Linked DNA regions of Mus musculus: all the other regions are linked to region 1. A link is a contact called in public HiChIP or PLAC-seq and promoter capture Hi-C data. All regions are on one chromosome and are shown on one strand. The core of a region is the stretch at or near the end of the contact, and the rest is flanking DNA. Distances in the headings are between cores, read along the strand shown. Region 1 holds the start of Ccdc74a (coiled-coil domain containing 74A). Region 2 holds the start of Dgcr2 (DiGeorge syndrome critical region gene 2). Region 3 holds the start of Crkl (v-crk avian sarcoma virus CT10 oncogene homolog-like). Region 4 holds the start of Scarf2 (scavenger receptor class F, member 2). Region 5 holds the start of B830017H08Rik (RIKEN cDNA B830017H08 gene).

What was found. Promoter capture Hi-C pulls out the DNA fragments that hold promoters and counts their contacts. HiChIP or PLAC-seq counts read pairs in DNA pulled down with a chosen protein or histone mark. Capture Hi-C pulls out chosen DNA fragments and counts their contacts.
Region 2: a contact with region 1 is called in an HNF4G HiChIP or PLAC-seq map of pancreatic cancer cells. The contact joins the promoter of Dgcr2 here to the promoter of Ccdc74a in region 1. A contact is called at or near these places in 1 of 484 Hi-C or Micro-C datasets (embryonic stem cells), 3 of 115 datasets of contacts at active chromatin or transcription factors (effector CD8 T cells, memory CD8 T cells and pancreatic cancer cells) and 4 of 9 other capture datasets (adipose tissue, embryonic stem cells, liver and 1 more).
Region 3: a contact with region 1 is called in a FOXA1 HiChIP or PLAC-seq map of pancreatic cancer cells. The contact joins the promoter of Crkl here to the promoter of Ccdc74a in region 1. A contact is called at or near these places in 1 of 39 promoter capture datasets (neural stem cells), 6 of 115 datasets of contacts at active chromatin or transcription factors (the SCID.adh cell line, effector CD8 T cells, embryonic stem cells and 2 more) and 3 of 9 other capture datasets (adipose tissue, liver and pancreatic islet).
Region 4: a promoter capture Hi-C map of liver shows a contact between it and region 1, with 3 times the contacts expected there. The contact joins the promoter of Scarf2 here to the promoter of Ccdc74a in region 1. A contact is called at or near these places in 3 of 39 promoter capture datasets (embryonic stem cells, hippocampal neurons and liver), 14 of 484 Hi-C or Micro-C datasets (Th1 cells, cardiomyocytes, cerebellar granule neurons and 10 more), 9 of 115 datasets of contacts at active chromatin or transcription factors (effector CD8 T cells, embryonic forebrain, embryonic hindbrain and 5 more) and 3 of 9 other capture datasets (adipose tissue, liver and pancreatic islet).
Region 5: a contact with region 1 is called in a promoter capture Hi-C map of liver. The contact joins the promoter of B830017H08Rik here to the promoter of Ccdc74a in region 1. A contact is called at or near these places in 8 of 39 promoter capture datasets (the 3T3-L1 cell line, the HPC-7 cell line, embryonic stem cells and 2 more), 2 of 484 Hi-C or Micro-C datasets (embryonic fibroblasts and embryonic stem cells), 1 of 115 datasets of contacts at active chromatin or transcription factors (craniofacial prominence) and 5 of 9 other capture datasets (adipose tissue, embryonic stem cells, liver and 2 more).

What each region holds. Positions count from the first base shown.
Region 1 is chr16:17,645,055-17,647,754 of GRCm38.p6, forward strand. It overlaps Ccdc74a (coiled-coil domain containing 74A), which reads left to right and starts at 1,416. Exons shown (of 8, transcript NM_001166164.1): 1 at 1,416-1,729; 2 at 2,554-2,598. The coding sequence starts at 1,471.
Region 2 is chr16:17,890,266-17,892,979 of GRCm38.p6, forward strand. Dgcr2 (DiGeorge syndrome critical region gene 2) reads right to left here and starts at 1,463. Exons shown (of 10, transcript NM_010048.3): 1 at 1,121-1,463. The coding sequence starts at 1,199.
Region 3 is chr16:17,450,672-17,453,371 of GRCm38.p6, forward strand. It overlaps Crkl (v-crk avian sarcoma virus CT10 oncogene homolog-like), which reads left to right and starts at 1,314. Exons shown (of 3, transcript NM_007764.5): 1 at 1,314-2,117. The coding sequence starts at 1,807.
Region 4 is chr16:17,795,960-17,798,782 of GRCm38.p6, forward strand. It overlaps Scarf2 (scavenger receptor class F, member 2), which reads left to right and starts at 1,323. Exons shown (of 11, transcript NM_153790.3): 1 at 1,323-1,568. The coding sequence starts at 1,420.
Region 5 is chr16:17,831,651-17,834,414 of GRCm38.p6, forward strand. It overlaps B830017H08Rik (RIKEN cDNA B830017H08 gene), which reads left to right and starts at 1,469. Exons shown (of 2, transcript NR_027959.1): 1 at 1,469-1,919; 2 at 2,702-2,764.

The DNA of each region.
Region 1 (2,700 bases), core at 166-2,665:
CCTCTGGGACATGGACATGGTAGACAAGTGTCAAACACTGACCCATTGGGAGGTGACTTTTGCATAGCCTTCTCTTAGAAATTAAGTTTCCAAACCAGGCATTAATCTTAGGATTCAGAAAGGAGGCAGAGGCAGATCTCTGAGTTTGAAGTCAGCCTGGCCTATGTAGCTAAACTATGTCTCAAACAAACAAATCTACCATGTCATAAAAAGTAAGTGGCCTAGTTTTCACGTGGATAAGAGATGAGCCAGCAGTTAAGAAAGAGAGCTTCCTGCTCTTCCAGAAAACCTGAGTTTGGTTTCCAGCAGACACCCAAGGCTGCCTGTAATTCCAGCTCCGGGGCTCAATGCTCACACATGCACACCCACAGAATATACTCATACGGGTACGCATAAATGAAAAAAAAAAAAAAACTAAAGTCTAGAAAGCCAGGACTTTCTTGTTTTTGATCCTGCTGGCTGGGTTCTCTAGGTAAAGGCAAGCACTGGACTTTTGTTTTCTTGAAGACAGGTTCTCACTGTGTAGCTCTGACTGTTCCGGGAACTCACTATGGCAGACTTCGGAACTCTGGAAGATCCACCTGCCTCTGTCTCCCATTTGCTGGAATTAAAGAAGTGGGCTGGCCGGTTCTCTTGTGTTGGTTCAGACAGCTCTATTTATACACAAAGATTCAGTGAGTGTTGGAAGATTTGTGAAACTATTACTATGTATCCAAAAATGTGAGCTATTAAAATGAAAGACTAAGACCCACTTTAAAAGCCAGTGCGACGGGCGGTGGTGGCGCACGCCTTTAATCCCAGCACTGGGGAGGCAGAGGCAGGCGGATTTCTGAGTTCGAGGCCAACCTGGTCTACAAAGTGAGTTCCAGGACAGCCAGGGCTATACAGAGAAACCCTGTCTCGAAAAACAAAAACAAAAAAGCCAGTGCTTTGGCATACATCTATAATCCCGGTTTTACACAATGAATTCCAAGCTAGTTTGCACTACAGAGTGAGACCCTGGTTCAAAAGTACAAGCGGGGCTAGGGTGATGGCTCAGAAGGTATAGTGGTTTCTGCCCAAGCAGGAGAAATTCGGGTCTAAATTCGGGTCCCTAGCACCCACATGAGAAGTGGGGAGGGAAGGCGCACACCCGGGATCTTAAGCGCTGGAAGCCGGGGAAATGGGAAGATCCTGGGGTTCACGGGCCAGCCCAGCTAGTCACAAGACGAGACAGACCTCTTCTCAAAATCTATGAGGTGGGGAATGAGACCGGACGTCGAGTGCTGGTCTCCACAGGCACACGCACCGCACACAGCACTCATAAGAACTACTGTTCCGGACCAGTTCAAGAGTCTGGCGCCTTGGTTTTTGCGGAACGCGGCCGCAGGCCCCGCCCCGCGGCGCGCCCCGCCCTCTCCGGCGCGCCGGTTCCCAAGGCGACCGAGTGCCAGGCTCCAGCAGCCAGTACTGAGCGGCGGCGACGCCTTCATGAGCGGGGCCGGGCTGGCGGCCGGGGCTCGGCCCCTCAGCTCCGCGGCCCCAGGCTCCCGGGGCGCGGCCCGCCTACGCCCGCGCCCTCCCGCCGGCCTGCAGCACGCGGGGACGCAGCCGCCTCCGCTCGGGTTCAGCGAAGCACAGAAGCGGATCCTGGACCTGGAAAAGAGCCTGCAGTTCCTACAGCAGCAGCACTCGGAGACGCTAGTCAAACTCCACGAGGAGATCGAGCACCTGAAGCGGGAGAATAAGGGTGAGCCTCTGGGTGCTGGCCCAGCATTTACAACCTGAAGGTCACGGCCATCAACTCTTAACAGTCTCCGGGTGCGGGGAAGGATGCGGGAGGCTTCTCTTCGGTAGGGCCTGCCGATAGGCTCAGTCCTCCTGTGCCCACCAGCCCAAATGAACGCTGACCCTCCTGTGCACTCTGTGCAGGGCAGGGTGTAGTCCGGCTCATTATTTAAAACTGTTGCCGAAGTTAAACAGCACACAGCAAATTCCAGTAAATGGGTCACCAACTAAGCACATCCAGATTTTGGGCAGGGATTGCCAGGATGCTGCTCCACCCCACCCCCGACCCCCACCCCCAAGGCTTGGCCTACTCAGAACTTCAGGCCACCCTGTGACATAACTGCTTTTCACTGTCTACAGCTCAGCTAGGGTTCCTCTGCTTCCCCCCACTCCATGCCCTGTGCCTCGGGTTTCTCCCTCTTTCTGGTGTTGTCTTTACCTGGGCATCTTATTACATTAGGGCTCTGCTTGAGACTCACCCCATGTCTGACTGACCAGCCCCATGCCACACCCCACTTACCTTACCATTGCCAGGGGCTCCTGGAAGGCTAGCCAGCCATCCTGTCTCACTTCAGCAGCCCTGCAGCCCTGCCCCTGCCTGGCCTAGTGGATGGGCACCTTGCAGGTGTTGGGGATGACAGGGATCAGCTAGAGGCATTTCTGGTCTGAGATGCCTGAGGTAAAGGGTTGGTGGAAAAAGCTGGTGGGACCCAAAGAGCAGGCCACATTTGTGCTCCCAGTGGCTGTAGATTTTAAGTGTGATAAGGAGTATTTGTTTGCTTTCAGATCTCCACTACAAGCTAATCATGAATGAGAAGCCTCAGAAAAAAGGTAGGACTTGCAGGGAGTTATCACTCAAGCCTATCTGGCAGCAGGGAGCCCTGCATGCTAACCCAGAGGAGACCAGTTCTGGGCACTTGGACAGGTGGCCCT
Region 2 (2,714 bases), core at 213-2,712, 250 kb after region 1:
CTGACAAGAGAATCATATCCACAAGGGTTCCTAGCGGGCTACTTTACAACCAGTCAGTTCACTATGCAGAGCAGCTGGCTTTTCCCTTCCTGGAGCCCAGGGAAACGCTCTGTTCAGTTGAGTGTTGTCTTGGGCTTGGTCACTGAGGCTCTGGCAGACATTTCCACATGGGACAAAAGCACAAAGCCAAGCATTGAAATATGTTGCAGGATGGGAGCTGAGATAGGACACTGCTGAGGGTGCACCCACCTGTTCTGACACCCAGTCATGATGTCACCCATAGAAGACTTGCCTGGGGCATTCCTTCATGGGAACCTTCCTCTGCTAAAAGCATTAAGAGCTCTACTTACCACCGCCCTAGTACAGAGGAGTCTCTGAAAGTTCACAGACAAGACATCCCTGCTGGGATCCCTAAAGGGACAGTGAGGCTGTACTGGTATTCCTGTGCCTGATGGATAAATTGACCTGGCTTTGTTGCGGAAGTAGGGTGCAGTGAAGGTTTTTTTTTGCAGGGGGGGGGGCACAGTTCAGAAGTATCTGAAATAAGCAGAAAAGGGACCTGAGGTTCCCCACCACACAAAACTCCAAGGGAGTATCAAAAGTAGTTAATCACACCACACAAAGCACTAAGTGCCAGGCACCGCTGAAAGGACTCTCCCCTGCACCTGGTACTCAGTTTACTCCCAGTACCTCCTTTGGGCAGGGCTGGACTTCTGTGATAAAGCGTTTCACTAAGTGGCAATGAGCAACCAGACATCGCTGTCCAGGGCTGAAACGCTGGCACTAGGCCACAATTGGGCGGACACTTGGGGCACCAGGTGCCTCCACAAGCTGCTTCCAAGACTTCCACTCAGCCAAGCAGAAGGGTGCGCCCGAGACGCAGCTCCTGGCCAGTGGGTCCCAGAGCACGCGGCGCTCGGTGGACCTGGGTCTAAAGGCAACATCCTCGAGGCTCCGAACCCTGGTACACTCCAATTTGTGCCAGGGCAGGGGACGCCCAGAGGCCCGCGGCCAGGCCTCGCCTGTGCCGGGCCGAGGAGCAGTAGCCCCCAGCAGCCGCGGGGGAACGGACGTCCGCAGCCCCACCCCCGACCGCGCCCCCACCCTCAGCACCGCGCACCTGGCCGCAGCGGCTCGGTGACAGTGAGAACCAGCAGGAAGAGCAGCAGGAAGGCACCGCTGTCTGCCTTGGGCACCATTTATCCTCCGTTCATCGTCCCCGGGGCAGCCGCGTGACCCCGCGGGGAGGCCGGACCTGGCCGAGAGGAGTGGGTGAAGGCCGGACTCCGACCTGGGGCTGAGGGGCGGCAGGCGAGGGATCCAGCTGGGCCGCGGCAAGAGAACGCCACCGACTCGCGCGCACTCTAGGCCGCAGGAGCGGGATGAGATTCCGGCTCGCGCAAGATGGCGGCCGTCCTGCTCCGGCCCGCGCCACCCCGCCTCCGGCCCGCACTAACCAATGAACGCCGAGCTGGGCGGGGGGTGGGGTGGCGGAGGGAGGTAGGACCCGAGCTCCAGACGCGGGGCGGGGCATGAGCACGAGAGGCCTAGGGAATGAGCGAGTGGGCGGGGCCAAGGGCGGGGCTAGCAGGAAATGAGGCGTGCCATTGGCTGAACCGAGAGGTGGGACGCAGCCTTGGCAGCGAGGTACCAAAAGGGGTCCCTAGTGCTGGTAGGGTCACAAGGACTGACAGTGCTGGCGCCAGGGTCTGGGGTGGGTAGGAGTGGGGAATCCGGGATTAGTGAATTGAGGAGGTATAGCTGGACCTGAACGATCTTTACTCCTGGAGGCCCAGGTCTGTCCCAGTGCCAACATATTCCCTAAAGTGGTCTTCTAAACGCCGAACGGCTGTGAAGAAAGTGAAGAGCTCTAGTGAAAATAAAGGACCAGCAGTCTCTGTGGATCAGGGAATGGCACAAAGAATATCAACAGAGGAGGAAATGGCTTAATGGATGTCAGAATCTAACAGAGAAGCCCAGAGTCTCTGGACCAGATCTGGGGAAGGAGCTGCCTATACAATGGAGAAAAAAAGCCCAGGCAGAGACAGGGCTAAAGCCTGGGAACAAGGCTCCACATGCTAAACTCACACCTGCCTTCATGAACAGCATGAACGTGGAAGGAGAGACAGCAAATGAAAAACCAATCTGTTCAGGGGAAGGAAGTGAAAAGTGGGGAAGGCCAGTCACCTCCAGCATATCTGACTCACTCTTATTGCCCCTCCACCAAAGTCCCAGGATTTCAACCTACGATAGATACATGGAGCCATGAGTGAAAGATGCTAACTTGTTATAGGTAGGTAAAGTCAAGGTCAAGTCGTCAGACATTCCAACTTTACCAGGTCTTGGCCCAAGATGTTGGACATAGGACTTGTCACAACAGATGGGGGGTTCCTTGCTGGCAGAAGCAAGGGTACCTGTCCAGTGCTGCTCTGGGCACTCAGATAGTTTTATGGCACATTCCCAGCACTGAGTACAAGATCCAGGCCTAGCCTTCTGCCCCCATACCCACCCCCACTGCAAATCTGCCCTGGGAGCTCAGCCAGAGCTCTGAGTTGGGCAGGTCCTTTGGAGGGAACTCAGCCAAGTGCAGTCTTCCTGCCAACTGTCCACCTGCAGAGCCGCCGTTAAGAGTCCAGGAAAGGTTTGGAAGAGAAAAGAGCAGGACAGGAAGTGAGAAGTCTGGCTGAGCGGTACAATGAAAGCACAGAGTTAAC
Region 3 (2,700 bases), core at 64-2,563, 190 kb before region 1:
CCTGTATTCCTCACTTTTGAGATTTCTCCCTCCCCTAACTTCCTCCCCATTTTTGTTGGGTTTCATAGAGCTCAGCTGCCTTGAACTCATGATCCTCCTGCCTCCATCTCCTAGTGATGGGATTATTGGTATGTGTCACCACCACTGGCTTGGGACATGCCTTCCTGTTTATCTAATTTGGGAATGCTATGACCAATAATCCAGCATCTGTTTTTGTGGTGATTTTTCACAATAGTCATTCATTTAACAAATTTCTGATCATTCAAGACTAGATGTGGATTTAAGGCAGGCAAAATATAGGTAAATAAGACAGTATTCTGTGGTATTAAAATTTCATCCTAGCCTGTTGGTGGTCAGAGTTAGTTCCAGGACAGCCAGGGCCACACAGAGAATTCCTATCTTGATAGATAGATAGATAGATAGATAGATAGATAGATAGATAGGCCGGGCAGTGGTGGCGCATGCCTTTAATCCCAGCACTTGGGAGGCAGAGGCAGGCGGATTTCTGAGTTCGAGGCTAGCCTGGTCTACAAAGTGAGTTCCAGGACAGCCAGGACTACACAGAGAAACCCCGTCTCTAAAAAACCAAACAAATAATTAAATAAATAGGTACTAGTCGGGTTGGAGGGAGAAATATGTCAAGGGAGGCAGAGCTGAAACTGAGCAACGTGGAATGGCAGGAAATGAACTGTTGCAGAGCAACAGGCTTCAGGCCAGACACAGGTGTTGCATTTCACTTGTTACACTTTACAGCCGGTAGTGTCCAGTCATCCTCACCAACACACTGTCCTCCTCGTAAAGTATTAGTCAAACTGATCTTCACCATCATTCCACGTGTACCAAGGAGGATCACCTAGGGCAGGCGTTATTTGATAGGTTATTCAGTAACCTATTTGATGGTCACCTCACTCCCTAGGTCATGCCCTTCCTGAGCCACCTGATTTACCAGGGCCTTCTGGCTCGCAATCATCTGACGGCCACGCCTTCTTGGCCGGACACTCAGCAACCACTCTACGCTTTGTTCACAGAAACAGGTTTTCAAAACGCTGTTCCCTCTCGGCTCCAGCTGTTTTCCTGCCAAGCCCGGGAAGCCTGACAGCAGCAGCTTCTCGGCGGCTGCTTTGCGGTCCAGGAAGGGCCTGACCCTCTGCCTCCTCCCGGAACGCGGGAGCCCGCGCGAGTGGCTCACGCTGGGACCCTCGCGAACGCACTCCTGATTGGCAGCGCCCAGTGACGTCAAAGGAAGGGCCTCCGCGGTGGAGGGGGTAGAGCCCAGCTCCGCGCGTGCGCAGATTGAATGCGCTGGACCAAGGGGGAGGTGCCCGGCTGCTTCTCCCGCGTCCGCCATTTTGTTGCTGTGGCTATTGGGAGCGGGCTGGGTAAGACTGCTCGGGAGGCGCGACTCTTGTTGGAGTGCGGTGCTTCGTGTGACCGCGGGGATCGGTGCAGGCTCTTGAGGCTGTGGAGCCGGCGGCGGGTTCCAGGACAGAAGTCACTGGAGCCTCCCCTGTACTCCGGCCAGCTGAGAAGCCCGAGGCGGCCTCCGCTACTGCTCAGCTTCGCCCACCTCGACCCCGGGGCTTTGCCCAGTGTTCCCGGACCGGCTCTCCGTGAGGCGGCCCGGTGCAGGAGGGCGGTGGCGGAGGATGCTGCGGGGCCCGGAGCCTAGAGGAACGTCCTGACCAAGCCCTCTGATTGTTCCTCGAAGTGTTCTGAGAGGCCCTTCCTCGACCCCAAAGCCGACAGCGGGTAAAGGCTTCCCAAGCAAGAGAGCCGCAGACGCCGCCCATCCCCGAGCCCAACACCATGTCCTCCGCCAGGTTTGATTCTTCAGACCGCTCTGCCTGGTACATGGGGCCAGTGACTCGCCAGGAGGCGCAGACTCGTCTCCAAGGCCAGCGCCATGGCATGTTCCTAGTCCGGGACTCATCTACCTGCCCCGGGGACTATGTACTGTCCGTGTCCGAGAACTCGCGTGTCTCGCACTACATCATCAACTCCCTGCCCAACCGCCGCTTTAAGATCGGGGACCAGGAGTTTGACCATTTGCCGGCCTTGTTAGAGTTCTACAAGATCCACTACCTGGACACTACCACCTTAATCGAACCGGCGCCCAGGTACGCGAGCTCCTGCCCTTCTCCGGTTCAGAACTTGACCGGATGCGAAGGGTCGGTCAAAGATTAAATTTTGGGGGTAGGGTAGGGGATAGAACTCCTTTTCCTCATTCTAAATCAGAAGACATTCGGATTATAAGGCCAATATCAGGATCTGGGTCATTGGATGAAAGGATGCATTTTATTTAGACATTTAGCAGTGCTGCTTGCATTGTTTAAATGCACCCCTAACCCCCCACATATATACACAGTTTTGCCACTTTACTTGACTGTAATACTAATGCAGAATGCTTATTAACGACGCTAAAAATATAGACTTCCTTGAGATTCTGAAGATAGCCATGACTCCTCCTTTCTCGAAATTCTTGTACACCATTTAAGGTTTTTGTAACTCCTGCATTTTTCAACTAACTTTAGGTTACAAAGTGGCCTTCGGCCTTTGGAATAATCCTTAAAATGGATCGAAAGTGTAGAAATCTCAGAATCTGATTCTCTAGCACTCATTTTTAAAACTGGGATTACCAAGAGAAGACAGTGGGATTATATTTGAAGAAATTTGTATCCTCACCGTTCCTTCCTCAGGGGT
Region 4 (2,823 bases), core at 73-2,572, 150 kb after region 1:
CAAGGTGCCCTCTGCCGGCTGCCCAGGAAGATATTGTCTAACCTTTCCCTCAAGTCAGAAGCACACACACCTTGGTGGGACCAGGCTGCCAACAAAGGTGTGTGAACTCCTGCAGTCTGGAGCAGTCTGCCTCAGGGTCTCTCCTGCTTTGTCTTTTCTGGACCCATGCAGCTCCAACCATCTCCTGTCTGACCTAGGCTGTGGTAACCATAAGTACTGTGTTCTGCTCTGCCTGGGTGAAGCCAGTGATTCAAGGCAGGGATGAGAGAAGAGCTTTACTGGTGAGAACAGTAAAGGGTTAACAGAGGGCCCCTGCCCAAGCTGCCTCCTGGCCCAGGGGTCTTATCCTTAAGCTTGTGTAGAGACTTGGAGGAAGGATATCTTTAGCCAAGTCCAAGTCGTCCCTAGGATGGACACTGATTCTGCAGCTCCTTTGACAGGCTTGCTGATGTCATACTAAGGTCAGGCTAGAGGTTCCTGGTAAAGGAAGCTTTCTGACTCCGAAGACTTCTGGTTCTGCTTACATGACAAGGCTCACTTTGACAGCTGTTTAGGGAATGAGGTGCTCAGGAGATCAGGAGACAAAAGTGGGTATGGTAGAGACAGAGCAATCTACTTAGTGGCCCTGGTTGTCCTTATGTAGTAGGGGGGTCTCCATTCTAAGCCTTGATTTCACTCTCTGAACTTCTCCTTCTTAGGAGCCAATAGCCTTCTCAAGCTGAATACATGCCCTGGGCACCCAGTTCCTTCCTACCCCTTGAGAGGACTTCTGAGTTTCAGTTTTCATCTCCAGTGTCCCCTTCCCTGTCTTTACCTCCTCATTATATCAAAGACCATCACTGCTTCCTTCTGTTCCAGGCTTTTTCCTCAGAGAGCTCCTTTCCCTAGGTCTCCAGTTCATTCCCACAGGTCTTTGTCTACATCTTGCATGCTGCAGGAGATCAAGAGATGCTAATGGCACACCATAGAACAACTAGGGGTTCTTAGCTCCAGCCGAAGGCCAGTGTGTGAACCGGGGCCTTCTCCAGGACCCCTTTGCTCCCGGGCCTGGCGGCTCCAGGGCTTCTGACAAGGGGGAGAAAAGGCGCGGACCAGGACTCCTTCACAGGATCCCGCAGCTCCTTCTTCCCGCAGTGCTTCGCCGGCTTCCACCAAGTTCACCCCCGAGTTCGTGCATGGCCAGGTGGGGGCGGGGGCCGAGCAAAGAAGGGGCGGAGGCGCGACCGGAGGGTGGGGTCTGGCGCGCGGGGCGGGCGCTGCCGCCTGGCCGGCCGCGCTGGCCCAGGATCAGGGAGCCGATGTGGAATTTCCTGCCCGGCCCGGCGCCCCTCCTGCCGCCCCCCGCCCGGCCTCGCACTCCGCTTCCGGCCGCCCTTGCCGCGGCCGCACCCGCGCCCACCCGCGCCTGCCCCGCGCCTCATGGAGGGCGCAGGGTCCCGGGGGGCCGGGCCGGCGCGGCGCCAGGGAGCCCGAGGGCTGGGACTGCTGCTGCTGCTCTGGCTGCTGCCCGGTCTCGCGGCGCCCCAGGACTTGAACCCGCGAGGCCGCAACGTGTGCCGCACGCCCGGGTAGGAACTGGGCCTGTCCGAGGCGTGGGCGCGAAGCGGGCTGGGGGTAGCGGCGCCCCATTTCAGTCCGGGCCATCTAGGACCTCCCTAAACTGGTCACGCGAGCCCCTCGGGCCTGCCTCGCGTCTTGGGCTCGGTTCCAGGCCAAGCCTGGGCCCTTAGGCTGCATCCGAGGGCCGGCTGGACCAGAAATCACCTGAGGGGTAATGGAGTACTGTGGGGAGCCCCCAGGGGTACTATGTGGTGTCCAAAATGTCAGGGGAGAAGAGAAAGGAGCTACTCCCTAAGCCAAGCAAGGACACTCGGAGGGGACAGCATGTGCATAGGCTTTAGGAGCCAGTGGCTTGAGCCTGGAGTAGGGGTTTAGAAGGGCGAAGGAGCAACCTTGGGCGAGCTGGGCACTGGGACAGTCGAGACTTGGAAGGACAGATTTGTCTTGGTAGAGCGGGCGCGGGGTGGGAGGAAGATGGTGGTGAAAGTGAGCACGGACAAGGCTACACTCACGGTGGACCAGAAACCGGAGTGCTTGAGGACAATGATGGACGCGCGATGGGGAGGACGTGGGAACCCCTGTTGGCTCCTTGTGGGCGGCCACTGGGTGTACGGAGGTGGGTCTCTGAGAGGATCTTGCTAGGAAAGCCGGTGTGGGACAGGCCCAGCCAGAAAGCAGTGGAGCCCGGAGCTTGCGCGGAGGGTGAAGAGCGACGACGGCTGAGTAGGCGCAGAAGCCGAGGGACCTGTCTGCTCGTCGGAGCCACGACGCAGTCAAGGCATCTCTGCAGAGGCGAGGAACCCACGGTGGGGCGCCTCTGCCAGTGCTGGGGAGGCTGTTTTGGGACTCCAGGCTAGGGTCCCGGGGGGCACCCTGGGTCAAACGGCTCCCCGGGGTGCGAAACGTCAGCTAGGGTTTTGGAGGGTCAAAGTAGACGAGGGCTGCTAGCTGACCGCGCGGTTTCCGAAATCGGGTCGAGAGGACACAGACCACTCCCGGCCGCGAGCCCCGCCTCGGAGGCGGGGGGGGGGGGGGGCGCCTGACTAGCCATCTGCTTCGCATCGCCGCCGCCGCCTCGTCCCGGGCCTCCCCGGCCCCAGGAATGCAGCGGCTGAGGCAGGCGGGGCGGTGCCTAGGGAGGGCGGTCAGCCCGCACCAGGCCTTCTCCTCCTCCGACCGGCTGGCTGGGGGACGGGACTCCAGTGGTGGGTCAAGCTGTTCCGAGCTGGAGTTGGGGAACCCTTGGTCTCCAATATTTCCGCT
Region 5 (2,764 bases), core at 219-2,718, 190 kb after region 1:
TCATCTCCTGGCTTTACCTACATGAGCCAGAGTGAATGAACTAGAAGGGAAACAGGCGGTCCCCCACCAGGCTGCCACAGACAGTTGACAGCAACCCCACCCTCCGCACATGTGCACACATGCAGTTACAGGGATGCAGAGGCTAGCCTCTGCACCTGGGCACACAGATCCAGCCTCGGCTCCCAGCACTGCTGGATCCCCACAGAGCCCTCCCTCCTTACAATTTTCTTCGGAGGTTCCAGGGCACTGAGCACCCAGAGTGCTAACAACGCCCCAGGGACGATGAGAACAACATGCTCACGCTTGGTGGGGAGATCCTGCCCTCTAGAGGGACACAGGACCCACTGTACCATGCGCACGCACAGCGCAGGATGTATGGGCTGGGAAAGAACCAGGCTCCCCAGAAAGTGAAAGGGTACTAAAGACAGTCAGGGGAGGAAAGATTAGCTAGGGTAGCCATGGGCCCTTACGGGGCTCGGCAGGGTGAGTGCAAGTGCTTAACCCTGGACGGCCATGTTCCATATTATTCCTTCGTCAAACCTTCAGCACATTTAGCAACACTAAGGACCTAGCTTTGTGCCAGACAACACAGAAGAGCCAGCCATGGGTTCAGGCACCTCACTGTGGAAGGGCAGAGTCACTGAAAAATCACTGTAAGCCAGATGCAATGGTAGAGCCTACAACCCTGGCTACTGGTGAGGCTGAAGCAGGAGGGATCATTTGAGTGCAGGAGGTCAAGACCAGTCTGGGCAACATAGCAAGGCCTTGTCTCAGAACTAAACAGAAACGCACTGGAGAATTGGCTTGATGGTTAAAGTCTCATTCGAAAGGCCTCGGTTTGAGTCCCAGCATTTACATGGAGCCTCACCACCCGCTCAGGCACCAAGTGGTACATGACACACATGCACACAAAACACTCATTTGCATAAAATAAAAATTCTAAAAAAAATCACCCCCAAACTAAACAAAAACCAGAGCTAGCTGGGATAGGTGGAGTGCTTCCTCGGAAGGAAGAAATTCCGGGGTTTAATCTCCAGTCTGACTGCATTAACTGGGCATGGTAACAGACACCTGTAATCCCAGCACTCAAGAGGCAGAGCAGGAGGAATTCAGTCAGTCCTGGCTACATAAGGAGTATGAGAGCAGTTTTGGCTACATGAGACCCCATTTAAGAGACGTTGTGAAGTTACTTGAGGTTGAGGCTCCCTTTACTTGTGAGATTGGGTGGACAAGGAAAGTTCAGGGTCCCAGTGGGAAAAGCAGAAACTGTCGGAAGAGGGGAGGCATGGAGCCTATGTATGTAAAGATGAAGAGGGTGGCTAGGGTGCGTGGTCAGAGAGGTTAAACAGGATATGAGCAGGATAGGCATGAGATGGGCTGGGGCTCAGCAGTCTCTAAGTCCCTTAGAAAGGAGGGTAGAGGGGCGAAAGCTTGGAGCTGGAGATGCCAGTGAGAAAGATGAATTCTCACTCGTGGCTGAGTGTGCTATGTGGGAGACACAAGAGACAGAGCGGCTAGAATGGCATAGGCTGCTGTGGCCAGGACAACGTGAAAGGAAGGTAAGGGGGGCTTTGCTTCTGGCTTTACGGTGTCTTGGCTTTAGCAGCCGTTGCGCCATGTGCTATTGCTGCTGCCTAGAGGCCAACCTAAGTCTCATATGGGGGCCCCCAGCCGACAACATGGTCCCTAAGGCCAAATTTCAAATACCCCTGCCTACGGGCACAGCCCTCCCCCATACCCGCGGCCTCCCCGGAGCCCCAGCCACTCAGGAATTGGCCCTGCAGGGGTTCCCCCAGGCCCGGTCGTTCCCACAGACGTCCCAGGGCGCGTTCCCGCGGGCCCCGCGGTCGCTAGGCTGCAGGCTGGGGCCCTGGCCCTCTCAGCGGGGCTGGCAGAGAGCGGTGCAGACGGCAGCGCATGGCGGCAGAGCCCGGGCGCTCGTGGACTCAGGCGCGCGGCGCGTACGGCGTTAGAGAGGCGCTGAGGAGGGGCGTGGGCCGCCGGCTAGACCCGAGCTCGCAGCCCAACGGGCCGGTTCCCGAAGATGCCCGCGCCCCGGGCCGCCTGGCTCGCCTGCGTGGCCAGCTGCGGGTCGAGGCGGCGGCGCGAGCCGAGGCGCCGCGACTGCTGCGGGTGGTGGAGCGCGCGGGCGCGCGAGCCGGGGCGGCGGAGGCCGGCGAGAGGAGCGACGCGCGCAGCGGCGGCTCGGTGTGCTCGGTGTGCGGGGAGCCGCGCGGCGGCGCCACCTATCCCGCGGGCGTCCTGGAGGTGAGCGAGCGGCGGCTGCAGGAGGGGCTGGCGGCCGTGCGCGCCGAGCTGGGCGCGGGGCTCGAGGCGCTGCGTGCGGAGCTGCGGAGCGAGCTGGATGCCCTGCGCGCCCTGCTGCCGCCGCCGCAGCAGCAGCAGCCGCTGCCGCCGCCACCCGCCCGCCGGGAGCCCCGGGGCCCCGCCTTGCTACGGGCGCTCGGCACGGTGAACGCGTTGGTTTCGTCCTCCAGGGCAGCGGAGAACGGACCGGACACCCCCGCGGACAGCCTGGCGAACCGAGCCATGGCCCGCAAGAACCACAAGAAAACTCCAGTGCCTCCAGCGGCTGCGCAAAGCGGCGGAGACTGAGGGACTGGAGGCAAATCGGACGATGTGCGGTGCTTCTACAGATTCCTCAGATGCCGCCAGCCGACATTCCATTATTTAGAGGATGGGCGGCAGAGGCTATGTAGATGGTTTTGCGATGTGGTTGATGGCCGCCCAGGACTGACTCTGG